Regions from separate parts of the Mus musculus genome. Here region 2 is linked to region 1. A link is a contact called in public ChIA-PET data. All regions are on one chromosome and are shown on one strand. The core of a region is the stretch at or near the end of the contact, and the rest is flanking DNA. Distances in the headings are between cores, read along the strand shown.

Evidence for each region. ChIA-PET counts read pairs in DNA pulled down with a chosen protein or histone mark.
Region 2: an RNA polymerase II ChIA-PET map of effector CD8 T cells shows a contact between it and region 1, with 79 read pairs. The contact joins two enhancer-like sites. A contact is called at or near these places in 2 of 15 datasets of contacts at CTCF or cohesin (both in the NIH/3T3 cell line), 1 of 484 Hi-C or Micro-C datasets (bone marrow-derived macrophages), 2 of 115 datasets of contacts at active chromatin or transcription factors (effector CD8 T cells and microglia) and 3 of 9 other capture datasets (adipose tissue, embryonic stem cells and liver).

The regions. Positions count from the first base shown.
Region 1 is chr4:62,684,028-62,686,870 of GRCm38.p6, forward strand. The region is part of intron 10 of Rgs3 (regulator of G-protein signaling 3); the gene reads left to right. Among named protein-coding and RNA genes, the nearest start is that of Gm52741, 16 kb to the left of the region's middle. Within about 2 kb of position 1,339, at least 149 of the 459 cell types and tissues checked have an H3K27ac peak or open chromatin away from gene starts, as enhancers often do. A contact at or near this core is called in effector CD8 T cells, where this site is marked.
Region 2 is chr4:62,780,040-62,782,882 of GRCm38.p6, forward strand. No RefSeq gene overlaps it. Among named protein-coding and RNA genes, the nearest start is that of Gm30699, 6.3 kb to the left of the region's middle. Within about 2 kb of position 1,467, at least 82 of the 459 cell types and tissues checked have an H3K27ac peak or open chromatin away from gene starts, as enhancers often do. A contact at or near this core is called in effector CD8 T cells, where this site is marked.

The DNA.
Region 1 (2,843 bases), core at 89-2,588:
TCTGGGGCACATGAAGCTGGGAGCTTAATGGATATCCAGAAAGTGGTCTCCAACTCTCCTTGAGCTGCATGCCACGTGCCCTCCCTCAAGCTTTTTACGTATGTTGCTTGGTCCTCCTCCTCCTCTGAGTGAACCTTCCCTGCCCTCCGTGGCTTCAACAAGGACCTCCCAATACCCCACTTTTCCTCGAGCAGGATACAGCCCTCCTTTATACAGCAGGCGGTGGCTGGTGCTGATCTTGTCCTTTTTCGAGTGACATCTTGGTTAATGTCTTTTCTTCTCTTCCACCCTGAAAGCACAGTTGTGTCCAGTGAGCCCGGGACAGTGTTTGGCTGCAGAGTTCTGTAAGGCTTGGGTAAAAGTAACCAATAGAATCTATCCTCGGGAAAAGGGTGGCCTGAAAATGCAGAGGGTGCTCTGGACCGGCAGTGGATGGCACATGAGGGAGGTGCAGGGCTAAGAGGAAGGGCCTGGAGCAGATCCTGATGGACAGGCAGAGTGGCCTATGATGGAGAAGAGCAGGGTTCAGTCAGAGGAAATCTTTGGGCAAGTTCCAAGCCCAGCAATGTTAGGAATGGTCATAGTTACTATGTACTGGCTGCTTACATTGCCACACACTATTGAGTTCCAGACACATGATAGCTCATTTGTTTTTCTAGCAACACCATGAGTTGTTCTTAATCCCATAATATACCTGAAGAAACAGAGGCGCAGTGAGGCTAAGCTCAGGGTACCCCAGCCAGAAAGACTGAAGCTGGTTCAGTGTCCAAAGCTGTCACAACTATGAGGGCATGTCACTCTTCTCCCAGACTTTGGCCAGGCTGATGTATTGGGGTCTGGAAGACAATGGTGTGAAGGACTGAGCTGGTGGCAGAGGCAGAGTTTGGGGCTCTAGGCTCAGTGTGTAAAAGCCAGTCCTAGAGGAGCCAGCTGAGGCTGGATAGAGAAACCGGGTTTGGGTCGAGTGTCTGAGGTCGTTGGAAGTCAGTGTCGAGCCAGAGATCTGGAAGCTGGAGACCCAGTGGACCCAAAGCCCAGTACAAAAGTGAAGCCTGGGGGTTGGGGGGGACTGTTCACAGCCTGGCAAGAGTTCTGAGGGCCTCTCCCAGGCTTGGACAAGTTCTCAGCTCCACAATCAGTTTCCTGGCCTCTCTGTACCATGGTGGAAAAAAGCAGGTAGCCAGAGATCTCATGTGTGAAACTAACGACTACAGTTTCAGTCTTCTGGCTTTCCCACCAGTCCTCTTTCTGAAATAGTCTGACCTATGTGAGGGCCAGCCCGAGACACAGGCAAACACCAGCACCCTCACTTGCAGAGCAGGAAGTGGTTTTTGAGGGCATATGCTGTACCTGACATCTGGTAGCCTCTGTGAATCAGCAGCATGAGAACCCCGGGTTGCCTATGGGGTTAGCAGGGGATGGCTCTGTAGTTGGCGCCTGTACGGTACCAGGTAGGTCTCTCCCAGCGGCCCTTGACTACCCCTTCTCCCAGTAGCTGGTGGGCGTCTGAGGTCAGCAGCCACAGCTGGTGCGAGCAGGTGCTTCTGGGCATCGTCGATACCATCCTTCCCCAGCCTGATCCAAGCTCTGGATTGCATTTGGGAGAGGATTTGATTAGGCCCCGGGCAATGGCTCCATTTAGAGGGCCTGGCTCATTTCCTGTGGCTGCTAGCAGGCGAGACAAGGACAGAATTAACCCTGCTCCAGCCTGGCTAAAGAAGTGATAGATGGGGGGATATGGACCTGGAGGAATACAGACATAGAAGGATATGGACTTGCGGGGGATACGGACCTGGAGGGATATGAGCACTCTCAGGGAGCAACCGCTTGTTATGATTGGGATCTAATGCCCTGTCAGAGCAGGCTAGCATCCCTGGGGGCACCCCGGGTGGGTTTTTATCAGCCCAGCCTGTAGCAGCACCCTCCAAATTGTGTGTTCCCCACTACTCGAACTTCTTTACTAGAGCACTCAACACGTGGCTTGTCTAGCCTCTAGTTTATTTCTTCCTTGAGGTCTAGCTCCTTGTTCCCTGCTGCCCTGCAGTGTGTATGAAGAGATGAATGGAGCTGTTCTGCCCTCATGGCCTCTCAGCATTGCCAGAGCTGGTTCCACAAAGACACTATCTATGCCCATGCCATTCTCAGGACAATCCACCCTGCCATATATCCCCTCTCCCTTTTCCCCTCTTTGTATCCCCCTCCTGCCATTCCACACTTCTGGGGGTTCTCGGGTCTCCTAGAATATGCCCTCAAGCCGCTACCATCCCAGCTAGCTCTCCCAGGAACACTGGCCTGACCGAACCTGCCCACAGTGGTCACAGTACACAGAGATCCTGCCTGGGTGGGTGGCATAGAATGAGGAGTTCTAGGCCCCATCTACAAAGCATTGACTTTGTGTAAGCTTACTCACAAACTGTTCCCTTTCTTTCTAGATATGTTTCCTCCCTGCCTCCCCCACCCCATTCCCAGTATGTGCGACACCTGGGACAGAAAACAGGGGGGTTAATCCTGCATGAGCCTCAGCTTTCTTAGATAATTGTCTCATGGCCTCAGGCCTCTGCTTCCCATCTCTGGAATGAGACCCCTAATAAGTGGCCATTGCATCAGTACATCTCCTGGGCTAGGCACGGGGAAGACCCTAACCAGAGCCTGTGAGTCCCATGTGGCCTCCCCAGGCACAGCTGGAGAAAAGGAGAGGTTGAGTAGCACAGCTGGAGAAAAGGATAGGCACAGCCAAAAAGTGGGCCCCATTGTATCAAAGCCAGAGTCTGAAAGGGCACTGGAGCCCATAACCACCAGGCTGTCTGAAAGCCTGTCAGCTCCGGTGACTTCCTAGATGATCC
Region 2 (2,843 bases), core at 217-2,716, 96 kb after region 1:
GTGTTTGCAGAAATACTGAGTTTCCTTCTAAACCAGCACCCTGTGGACAAGAAGACTGTAACCTTATTCTCTTCTTTCGTTGGCTGTGGGGTAAGGGTCACTGTTGGCTTGTAAATATTTTTTCTTTTAAAATATTTATTTTATACTCAGGGATGTGTAAATGTGTGTGGGTAGATACCTGAGGAGGCCAGAGGTAATGTATCCAATGGAACTGAGGTTCCAGGCGTGTGAGCCCCTGAGGTGGGTCCTGGAAGTTGAACTCAGGACTTTTGGAAGAATAATGCATACTCTTATACTGCATTGTTTGTGCTTTTTTTTTTTGTCATTTTCAAATTTTTGTATGTTGATTTTTTAAAAAGTGAAATAATGGGTCCACATTTAATGGTAGGACCCGATACAAGACTACATCCTCATCTCCGTATTTTGGAAAATAGGAGAGTAGTCGTTTGGCAGAAGAGATCCTTTAAAAAACCCGCTAAGAGAGGCAAGAAGCCCCATTACTACCGCCGATGCCCACAAGAGGGCGTCTCAGGTCATCGAGAAGCAAACGCAAGCCCAGGATCGCTGCAGCTCAGCAGCGAATGACCAATGAGTAGGCTCTGATATACCAGTTGTGACCCCGCCTCCCCTGCGCTTTAAGGACCCCCTTTCTCTTCTACATCGCTGGAGCCATTTCTGCTTTCTCCAACCCTGAGGGCATACCGATCACTTTGTGTGTGTGTGTGTGTGTTGGGGGGTGGGGAGGACTGATGGACACAGAAATGGAAACAGCATACGACAGCTGTACTGCACACCCCCCCCCCCCCCACGAAGGCGTGACATTTCTGCCCTTCCAATGAAAGCTCTTCTTGGAAACTGAGGTCTGGAGCAGCCGTATTAAAGACATCTGTCACTAACCTTGTCAAAATCAACCTGGAGCTTCTCCGGCAGAGTCCAGTAGGTGGAGGCGCAGGGCGGGGCTCATCTTTTTTCTAGGACACTGCAAAGGGAGTGAAAGGTGTCACCTTGGTGGATACCCATCCAGGACACCACACATGCCATCTGTTTTGTGGCTTGTACAGGCACAGCAGAGAAGTGCCGCTAGCCCATTTTAAGATGGAAAGAGCGAGGCGAGGGGAAGTATTGCAGAGCCTATACGCTCAATATCTTTCAGCTCTTATGGGACACAAAGAATCGAGGTGGCAACCCTAGAAGGGTCCAGGCTTTCCCAGGTCCCTACTCTTCTGTAAAGAGGAGATGGGATTCAGCGTGGGAGGGGACCCTTCCTGAGAAGCAGGGTGGGTGAGGTGAATGCTCCCCTTCTGAATTCTCTAGGCTACAGGGAGACCCAGCTTTGCCTCCTGTGAGCCCGCGCAGGAAATCGGTTTTCCCTCCCATTAATGCCTGCTTTACTTACACTTCTTACCACAATTACTCTGCGGTAATTAACAAGGGAAATAACACATCTGGGGCTAACTGCGGCTCCAAACAGATGTACAAGATGCAAAGGCGTTCGGAGGGCCCCATGCTGTGTCACATCTGTCCTGAGTACCTACTGTGAGGGAGCTTTGAGTTCAGGAACAAGGCCCCTGCTGGCCACCAGGGTGGTTTTCTAGGGAGGTCTTGAGGGGTGCAGGGGTGGATCAACACTGTCGGTAAATGGTAAGTTCCTGAGGACAGCAGACAGGAGTGATTGTGGCAGGGACAGTCCTTCCTCTCCCTTCCCAGAGGTGACATGGAGCTGAGGGCAGTGGAGAAACCAGGGGGAAGTATGGCAGGCAGCCTGGGGACAGGCAAGTGTCATAGCTTGAGGCAGAATGAGGGTCTTGCCCTTTGGGAAAATGGACAGACTGGTGTGCAGCTGAGGGATACATATGAGGGTGAGGTGGCTCCTGAGCCCACAGAAAAGCAGTTAAAAGCACAGAGGGAAGCCCTTGAGGGGACCGGCTCTGTCTGCTGCTCTTATTCTTACAGGGCCACGGGTCCAGGGACTTTGCACAAGCTGGAAGTGACAGGCCAACGTGAGCCAGCCACCATTCCCATCTATTCTTTCCCACCTTTGACAGTGTCCCCTCCCCACCTTGCTAAGATGTCCCAAGCCTCCCAGGGACAATGAGTCCTGTCCTTCCCCTTCTCCCTGAGACCCCATTCCTCCTTCAGAGCAGGTGGCTTTGTGGAAGGACTCTGGAACTTTCATTGCAGACTTTCTGACTCCCCTTCTCCCGCCTTCCTATTTGGGATACTTCTAGCTTACCAGAGGCCAAGGGGGGCTAGGGAGGAAACTAGTTATGGACCCAAGTGGGTCCCTAGGAGAATGACTCCCCTCAGGAGCCACCCACACAAGGCAGGGCCTTGTCATTTTATTTTTATCATAGTTCTGTGTTCCCCCTACAACCACACCTTGCTTTTCATGGTCCCCAGGGACTTTCTATAAGGATCTCTTGATCATTCCTGCTCCCCTCCCAATTATGAATGCACCCGTCCCTGCCCTGTCCTTGTTGGGCATCCCTGGAAATATCTGCAGGTGTGTGCATGTGTGTATATGTGGCGATTGCTAAGTGGCTTTTAGAGTGCAGAGATAGGAACTGCCCTTTGTGGAGGCCTCTGGAGGGCAGTGGAGAGGGGACCCTGAGGAAGGAGGGGTAGTTCCACCCTGAAATTCTTCCCTCCCATACCTGGCTTGATTTTGATCATTCCTCTTTAGTGTATTCCTTTTTTTAAGGAAAACGGAGGCTGTACCCAGAGGATGAATGGATGGTTAGTTACTAAATCCATTTCACTAGCAAGGAGTATGTGTTTATGTGTGAGAGGGGATTCGCTTGGGAGGTGAGAGGGGCGGGGCTGGCTTCGAAATCCACTCACCT